Linked DNA regions of Sus scrofa: region 1 is linked to region 2. Evidence: chromatin contacts called from public promoter capture Hi-C data. All regions are on one chromosome and are shown on one strand. The core of a region is the stretch at or near the end of the contact, and the rest is flanking DNA. Distances in the headings are between cores, read along the strand shown. Region 1 holds the start of GYPA (glycophorin-A). Region 2 holds the start of HHIP (hedgehog-interacting protein).

Region 1 (4,684 bases), core at 43-2,542, 360 kb before region 2:
AGGCACTTGCTTTCATGGTCCCCAGGCTTTCCGATGTGGAGCCAGATTTGAACCTCGTTCTGTCTGTCTTTGATGTCTGTGCTTGAACCCTCACCCTCTTTCACCCCTTCGTGTATCTTAGAAAATGCTCCATTCCCTTCCCCATCTCATACAGAACGGCCAGGAAATCCTTGAAACGTGCTCTAGCTTGAGTTAGAGTCACATCTGAGGGGCTCAACACATTTCGAGTAATTGCCTGCTCCTTATCTCTGTGCTGGGCCCTAGAATTTCTGACACATAAACACTGCCTCTGAGAAGATGTGAACCATAACGCTCTCAGGAAAAGGCCAGAAATAATGTTAACTGGATACCACTTCATAATACGCATGTGTTATATCTTTATTTTAATGAATTGATTTTGAGTTCTTCCAAACCACATAACACCTAAGCCAATAAGAATTGGTTTTGTTTGTTTGTTTGTTTGTTTGTTTTCCTGCCTCATCCCTCAGTAATAGACCACAAAGTGAGAAACAACTCCCTCATGGATTCAGAGCTCATGCTTGCAGCTTGGACTGACTTTTGGCAAGAGAAAGAGGAAATTACAATTTTTCGGAAAACTCTTTGAAAACTGGGGGCCATATATCCACCATCACCTTCATGAATGATTCCTCAATTTAGACGTTAATCTCATGAAAACAGCAATAAAGCAGCCCAGGCCTTCACACAGAAATGTTTCTCATAGTAGCTCATAGTAGTTAATAAAGTTCTTTTCTTGCTAACTGGGCTGAGAATTGCTGAGATGGGAAATCATAATCTAGCCACAGTTCCTGGGCCCCTGGGGCCATTTCATCTGCCTTACCAGACAAATCCCAATCCCAGTCCCCCCACCAGACTGGGATCCGTGATACCACTCCTTCATTTGTGCCCCTAAGTACACTAGGACGAAGGGGACAGTTAATCTTTTGATCTATAATCCTATATCCCCTATATCAGCATCGGACTGAAAAAAATTCCACTCACCTGCCAAGAGTAATACAAAGATCATTTTCCCGTGCATCCTGAGATCATGAGCTGGCTGGCCAAGGTCAGTGCAAGAAAATTGCCAGAGACACCTGAAGTGTCGTCTGTGGCCTCAGCCTCCGTGCTCTTATCTTTCAGACCCACCCTCTCTGGCACCAGAAGATAGGCCGGGTGGCATTTTTAAACTGTGCAAAGTTGTGAACAGCGTGTCCATATAGATATGGGGCTATCTCCTTACCCAGGATTATGAATGTATTTAGCCAGCTCTTCCCTCACTCCAGGGAACTGGTGGCTGCGTGTGAAATATCCCAGCATGAACTCGGTGGGCGTGGCAAGGTAGGAGCAGCAGGAGCTGCCTGATTGGACAAACCAGAGACAAGAGACAGACTGCAAGGGCCTGAGACAGACTGCAAGGGCCTGAGCCAGGCGCTGGTCGCTTTCGCTTTGGGGAGCAGGGCGCCTCCTCCTTTTTAAGGCGGAGACCCTGTGGGCCAGGGTGGAAGTGACTTCTTAAGCGAGAATTGAGTGTCTTTGAGAATGGTGATTCCCACTGGCGTGCTCTGAGGTTTCAAATAACTCCAACTCAAGGCAGGTCATACAGCCATGTAAGAATACAGGCGACGCAAGAAGTTGTTTAATTTTTTTACTTTATTCCCCCCACCCCATGACTTCCTATTTTTAAGGGGAGAACAGTTAGCATTAGCTTTAAAAATGCTACTTCCCTTTGAAAACAGGTGAATAAATTAGGTATTCTCCTCACAAGGGACTATTAGTTAGCTATTAAAATCATGTTTTCAAAAGTAGTTGGTATGGAGACTGGGGATAAAATAGGTAAGTGGAAAAAAACAGGCTCAAAAACTGTGTGGACAAACATCAAAATCCCGTTCGATTCTTTTTTCCTCTGTTATGTCCCGTCTGCCTGGGACATGCTCATTCTCCCCTTACAGGCCCTACTTCTGTTCTGCTTAGGAGCTCAATTTAATACTGCTTCCTCCAGGAAGTTGGCCCTGCTTTCCTACATCTGCATCAGGGGTCCCTGCTCTGTGCTCATACCAGTTCCTCCCTGTGTCTAGGACATCATAGTGCATTGCAATGATTTTTGTGTCCCCAGCAGACTCTAAGCTTATGCAGGCAGGCCCTGCCTAGGGCTATCTTACTTACCACCGAGTGTTAGGAGTAGAGTTGACAGTAAATATTTGTTAAATTAATAAATCACAAATGAATATTGCAGAGGAAAGCAACTTCTCTCTTGGTGAAAAGAAGCTGCGCTTTACTATCATCGTTCTTACTGTCTTCTTGTTAGGGTCACACCTGTGCTATATGGAAGTTCCCAGGCTAGGGGTCGAATCAGAGCTGCAGCTGCTGGCCTACACCACAGCCACAGCCCCAGCAATGGCAGATCCAGGACGCGTCTGCAGATATGTTGCCACTCCGTGACCTCATTAAAGACAGACAAAACCTGTAAGGCTCTCAGTGTAGAAACAGGTCAGACCCAGCATGAGGCACCGGCTGTGTGAAAGCAGAACTGTATGGTGCCCTCTAGTGGTGGGTCCACACAATGGAAGGAAAAATGTGAAACCTGGGGGAGAAACAAACAGCGCAGGACATGAAGTTATACTTTTCCCTTTCAGGCACTTCCCCAGTCATGCTTGCATTCTGACTGAAACGCATGTTCAGGAACACCATAACATCCCACCAGGGAGACATATCATTGCAAATGTGTCAGATAAAGCTAGGCATCTTTTGAGAATTTTGAGTTTACACCTTCAAATGTGGAAACCTCATCCCACTTCTTGGTACTATGTGTCCTGGGACTATTTTTTCCTTATTGTCATTAGTCAAGGAGAAGAGTGAATTACCATGTTGCAAACTAGGACAGCCAACTTGGATCTCTCATCCCAGGTCCACCTTTTTTCTGGGGAAGGAATCATTACTTTGTGTCAATGACTTACATCTCAACTCTTTCAGAGCCATCTTCACCCCTGAAGATGGTTGCAGGAGAGTCGGATCTGCCTGTGGAGAAATAGGCTTTTTATGTCTTGTCTGGAGGCGTAGGAGTGTTGAGACACAGTGCTTGTGGTCTTGGCCCCCTTGGGATCTTGTCACCTTGGGCATCTCCAGCCTGCTTTGCCAGGATGGTTTCATTTCTTTCCTTGACCTTCTTTTGTTACCTCGCTCTTTCAAAACTGAAATAAAAGAAAGCCCACTCTAGGCAAATCTGACACTGCAGAGAACCCTGTTAGAGAGGCAGAGCAGATATTATCATTCTTATATATGAGAAAGCTTAGCGGTGAATAGGAAATTGCCCATGTATTCCTTGATTTGATTTGACCCTAAGAGTTTTTTTTTTTTTTAAAAATATATTGCTTTAGGTTGCCAATATTTAAAAGGAGGTATGTTTTATTTGATTTATTTATTTTCTTTTTCACAGCCACCCTCGCAGCCTGTGGAAGTTCCAGGCTAAGGGTAGAATCAGAGCTACAGCTGCCGGCCTGCACCATAGCCACAGAAACACTGGATCCGAGCTGCTTCTGCGAGCTTCACTGCAGCTTTTCGTAATTCTGGATCTTTATCCCACGGAGTGAGGCCAGGAATTGAACCTGCTGCCTCATGGATACTAGTCGGATCCTTAACCCACTCAGCCACGATGGGAACAAAGGAGGGTATATTTTAATTAAACATCGTGAGGGGGGTTAATTAAAAATCTGGCCCCTCTGAAAGCATAAGAAGATCTATCAAGAGTGGGTTTGCCTTCCCACATGGTAATGACCTATAGGAGCTGGGAATTGGCTGTTCCTTGGGACAGGTCGGCTTTCTTGAGTTAGCCAAGCCCTCTGCCTGTTGCTTGCCACAGTCAGCTTAGACTACTCTGTCCTCTGATAAAACCCTCAAAAGCTCAGTGTCTTACATTGGCTCATTTCCTGCTCGCAGTCCTTTTTGTCTGTGGTGGTTGCAGGACCCATGGTGAAGGAGCAGATTCTGAGACCCACGGTGAAGGAGCAGCCCCCACGGGAATTCTTGTTGCTGATGGAAAAGAAAAATGACCAAATGGGGCAATGGCTTTTCATGTTTCAGCTCTGACAGGGCATATGCCATTTTTGCTCACAATCTATTGGCCAAACCAAATCACGGGCCAAGCTGACATCAGTGGGGCAGGGATGTACACTTCCTCCAAAGGAAAAATCTGTAAGTCGTGAGGCAATGGCGAGGATATAAAAAGCACTTCCAGGCAGGGCAGTGAATGACTGAGAACCGTGGTGCAATCACCCGCATTCATTTATCCTCTTTGCTGAGCTCCTTTCTGCATGTGGGTTTGCAAAGAGTTGGGAGACCTGTTAAGGATCCAAGCTTCTTAAATTCGTGAGTTGATCTTTGTATCCGTTTTGGAAAACCTTGACCATTATCTTTCGAATGTTGTCTCTTTCTCTCTCCTATGGGATTTCGATTATGTATGCATTGGACTTTTAAACTATTACTCACACATCTGGGCTTTCCCCCCCTTCGTCTTTCCTTCTGTGCTTCATTTTCAATTCCACTGACCTTTCGCAATCCTTCATGTACTATGTCTATTCTGCTTTTAAATTAAATTTCATGTTGTATATAGTCCTCATGACTTCTTTGATGCTGATTTTGCATTTTTAATTCAGAATGCACATTTAATTCGCTTTTATAGGTTCTGATTCAC
Region 2 (4,678 bases), core at 789-3,288:
TTTAAAACCAAAGTTAACTTATTTTAAGTGTCCTTAGACTTTAAGTACAAACCATAGGAAGGCCTGTTCCAAAACTAAGATGAATTCATCACTTGGGGTGTGAGCTTAAGCCACTGAAATATAATTTTTAAAGGATTTTTATTTTGGGAAAACAACATAAAACTGGCATTTGGGAATAAAGTCTTAGATAGTGGAAAGCAACCTAGTTTGAGGCCCTGGTTTTTAAACTACCTAATTAGATGAGATTGTGCAAGTGATTTAATCTTGATGGGATTCGTTTCCAGATTTGTTTATTAAACGAGAGTTTAAAGTCTTAAAGTCTTTATAGCTCTATGATTTATTTTATATTAAAAGTCTTCAAAGCAGGAAGAATGTCAGATACAGCAGTCTGTGGGATCAGAAGCAGCATTTGCAATCACAGGCATACAACAGCCCCTGAGAGAAAAATGTTAAGTACATCATCTGGGCCCTACACTGAGCTCAAGACTGGACTAAATATTCCCAGCACATCCTTTTTCAGTTACTCTAATCTGTCACCTCTTTTGGGAAAAACCTAGCTCCTCTAGTAAATCCGGGTCCAGGAAGTGAAAGGCATAGAAGTCTTATCCAGCCACTGCGACCACTTTAACAATAATTGGTTTAATCAGCTATCCACCCCCGCAGTCCCCAACCTTCCCATTAGCTAGGCAAAATCTGTGTCTAAGAAGTGAAGCAAATCCAAATATGGTGAAGGTTCCTCCACTGGCAAAAAGAGGAAACTGCCTTATCTCCTCAAAACCCATATCCCAGAAAATTAGCTCCCCTATTAACTACTCAAGGGGGCAGAAAGCACGTTTTGGGATGCAACCCTGTAGAGACTCCTCCTGAGGCCAATTTTCAGGGATTCAGTAAAGGTCAAGTCACTATGCTGGATAACGCACAGATCACTTTAGAAACACTTTCTTTAGGCAGACTTTGTCTAGCTGGAGGAAAAGGTTAACTTATTTAGATACATGGGCTACACAGCGCATCCCACTTCTCGCCGCCCGCAAATCTACCACTAATTCTTCCTCCCGAGCTGACGCCTGTGTTTACATCCCTGAGGAAATCTTCCCAGAAATTTTTTCTCTCCCCTATTTAAAATGTACGGTGATTCCAAGGCCAGCTTCTTCTCTGCTCCTCCACCTGGGGTAGGGGAACCTGCGTGCTGGGGGAAGCGCCAGCGGGGCCCGGCTGAGTTCCAGGGCACAGGTGCGACCTTTGAAAGGAGCGTCCGGGGCCAGCCCGCCCAGGACTCAGGCGGGAGCTATCCTTCCGGGAGGTCTCCACATCCCACCCCAAGCACACGCGCCTGTGCCACTTCAGGCGCGCGCAGAACCTTTGGCAAGGATGTGGGTACATCTCCGCCCAAGCTTCAAACCATCTTAGCATTCTCAATGCTTTGCAGCACCTGGGCTGTCCCCCGGCTTCTGAATCAGAGTCCCAGGGAGATTTTTACCGGATCAAGCTTCACACTGGAAATCACCGCGGGAAGGGGGGAGTCGTCACGGGTCAGGGGCGGGAAAGGGGCCGGAAAGTTCCCTCCCGCCAACTCCAGCCCACCCGGTTTATCCTCCCTCCCGGGCGAGGGGCGGGCCGGGGCCCGGGTAGGGGAGGCCCTGGAAGGGTTCCCTCCCTTCTCACCTCCCGCAGCCCTCTCTTACTCACTTTCTTTTGGAGCCTCAGCTCGGCCGCCTCACGCCTGGGGTCGTGCGGAGGGGCCGCGGGAGGAGAGAGGACGGGCGGGGAACCTCCGGGCGGCGCCCCAGTCCCGGGCGGGCGGGCCGGGGCACCAAGGCGGTGCACGCCCCCACCCGGGCGGTACGGCCAGGCGGGCGCGCTGGGTTCCGCGCCCTCGAGGCTGGCTCCGAGGGCTCCGCCGGGCCCTCCCCCTCTGCCCGCCACCGCGGCCCGTGGCCCCTCCCCGCCGCACTCCCGAGGCCCGCGGGGCCCAGGGACGCGCTCGCGCCGGGGCCGCCCCCGCCCCTCCCCCTGCCCGGGCGGGGGCGCGCGAGAAGCGGTGACGTCAAGGGGCGCGCGGTGGCAGCACCTCCCCGCGCGCTAGTTAAAAAGAAGAAGAAAAGAGGGAACGAAACATGAGAGGCTGTGTGAAAAGCTACAGCCGCCGGCAGAGGAGACCTCAGCATCATCTAGAGCCCAGCGCTGGCCCTGCCTCCGCCTGCCCCGCCGCCACCGTCGCCGTTTCTGTTCCTGCTACTGTGTCACCTAAACAACTCCCGTTACACCGACAAGTGAACCTCTGTGACCGTCTTCTCCTCCTCTTCTTCCTCCTCCTCTTCCAACTTCTTCTCCTCCTCCCACTTCCCAGGCGCAGAAGAAAGCCCCCCACCCAACTGACACTGGCACAACCGCAAACGGTGTCAACCGCACAACTTTATCTCGTTCCTCGGGCTCCGCCAAGGTATTGGGCCCATCGCCTCGTCTTTTATTTTTTTGCAAAGTTGCATCGCTCTACATCTTTTCGCCCCCGCCACCTCTCTCTGCCTCTTAAGCGTCCTGCCGCCCCTCAGCCTCCTCCTGGAGCTGCGCCCTAGTGCCCCTGCTGGGCAGTGGCGTCCCCCCCACCCCCATCCTCCCGCGCCCAGCCCCTGCCGCGCGGGGCAGACGATGCTGAAGATGCTCTCCTTTAAGCTGCTGCTGCTGGCCGTGGCTCTGGGTTTCTTTGAAGGAGATGCTAAGTTTGGGGAAAGAAGCGAAGGGAGCGGAGCGAGGAGGAGAAGGTGCCTGAATGGGAACCCCCCGAAGCGCCTGAAAAGGAGGGATAGGCGGATGATGTCCCAGCTGGAGCTGCTGAGTGGGGGAGAGATGCTCTGCGGTGGCTTCTACCCTCGGCTGTCCTGCTGCCTGCGGAGTGACAGCCCGGGGCTGGGACGCCTGGATAGCAAGGTAGGCACGCACCCGCCTCACAGCTGCGAGAATGGCATTCTGGCTGGGTGGGATTCCGTGTGGTTCTGGCAATGCTGGTGGCTGGAAGAGGGGTGGAACTTGCTTGGTGAGTTCTTTTTGATAACTTTTCTAAAGCGCTAGCCTGATTCATTTGTGTGTTCCTCTGGGGTGCGCATATACCTCTCCCGCCCCCAAGAGTCCGAGGTCGGGATGCAGTGCAAAACTGCCTTTCTCAGGGAAGAGACTTCTGTGGTACCCGCATTCTAGCTGGGTAAATATCTTAAAAGAATCGCGATTAACAGTGTCTTCTGGATCGAATCCGGCATTGGCTGCGGCGAAACTGTAAATTAAGGTGGCTGTGGTTTCCGGTTTATTTTGCTAGGGTAAAAAGATTTGTGCAGTTTTCTCCACGTGCTCGGTTAGGGAGAGGATTGAATCGTAAAGGATGTTAAAGCACGGTTAGTTTATGATCCTCAGCCCCGTCAGAATGGGGCGGGGGGGGAGGGTCTTGCATTACAATAGTTAAACAGCAGAAAGGAACTCCTGGTGTTCCAGTTAAGAACCCCAAAATGGGAGAAAGATTTTGCCGGGGCGTGTTTATCATATAAGCCCGCGGCGATTCTCCGTCTGTTTGTCATGTTTTATAACATTATAAATTCGGGCTTCCAATGGTAGGTGGTTGTTTGGGAAGATCTTCTCTAGACATTTGTTTCAGGATTAATGGCATTTAACATTTTCCCGGTATTAATAAGTTTAAACAAATAAGAAAATTGTGCCGGTTGGGTGTAAAGACATGCTTATCTTTGAGTTTGCACCATCTTTCTTGTCTTGGGATGCAGTCATGTGTGCCCTGTACTGTACTCCAAGGAGAGACGGGGCATCACGTCATTAACACTCCCTGCGTGTGAAATAAACAATCAGGTGTTTTTACTCCCCCTCACCCTTTCCCCATTTTAGGTTTAATTAAGAATTCTTCTGTTACAACACTGCAGTTGTCAAGGTCTGAGAGACTCTTGGAAAACTTGTGCTCCAGTCTTGCTGGCCCAGGCATTAAAAAAAAAAAAAAAAAATACCCAGGCTGAATCTAATTTTTATGCTCAGTTCACGGTAGATTTCACTCTATTCTCATGTAAACAGCTCTTACGAATCAACATATGTGTCTGGGTGGTATCTCTCACTTTGTTTTGTAACAAAAAGCCATATTGCATCATTTAATTTGCTCAAGTCATGCAAATAGGAAAAAATCAATAGGACAAAAAGGGGTCGACTTATCCTCCTCCCCACTAAACTGCTGCCCACACACAGAGTCCTGTTGCTTATGGCAAAAGAATAACAACAACACCATTGTGTTTGTTAGTTGGTTCACTAATGGGTGAAACTAGAGAACATCATTCTCTTTCAGTCCCCAGCTCTGTCCAAATGTTCATGCCTTTTGAGGCAGCATTTGTCCAACTCCCTCTGTTCCCAGCTGAGTGAGAACTGTCTTGCTGCAGGTTTTCAGCTGTAACTCTCTCTTTATTCTTACCATATGCAGCAGTAGTCTGAGATTCAGGGAACAGATATTCCAGCATTTTATTCAAAACAATGTCATTAAGCTCCTGTGTTGTAATTGAATTAAAGTACAAAATCGCTACATTCCTGTCAGCTCCAGGGTTTTTTAACCAGGAGCCGGACAGAACCGGGAAATTCAGAGAAAGGTTTAGAAATATTTGCCATTAAGCTTCCCCATGTGCAATATGCACTATGAATACAC

The links. Promoter capture Hi-C pulls out the DNA fragments that hold promoters and counts their contacts.
Region 1: a contact with region 2 is called in a promoter capture Hi-C map of fetal skeletal muscle, with 7 times the contacts expected there. The contact joins the promoter of GYPA here to the promoter of HHIP in region 2. A contact is called at or near these places in 2 of 5 promoter capture datasets (fetal liver and fetal skeletal muscle), 3 of 47 Hi-C or Micro-C datasets (embryonic fibroblasts and fibroblasts) and 1 of 2 datasets of contacts at active chromatin or transcription factors (alveolar macrophages).

The regions. Positions count from the first base shown.
Region 1 is chr8:84,034,182-84,038,865 of Sscrofa11.1, reverse strand. GYPA (glycophorin-A) reads right to left here and starts at 1,292. Exons shown (of 6, transcript XM_005656526.3): 1 at 1,000-1,292. The coding sequence starts at 1,036.
Region 2 is chr8:83,675,728-83,680,405 of Sscrofa11.1, reverse strand. HHIP (hedgehog-interacting protein) reads left to right here and starts at 2,038. Exons shown (of 14, transcript XM_021100665.1): 1 at 2,038-2,925. The coding sequence starts at 2,647. It overlaps LOC100525237, which reads right to left and starts at 2,488. Exons shown (of 4, transcript XR_304986.3): 1 at 1,687-2,488.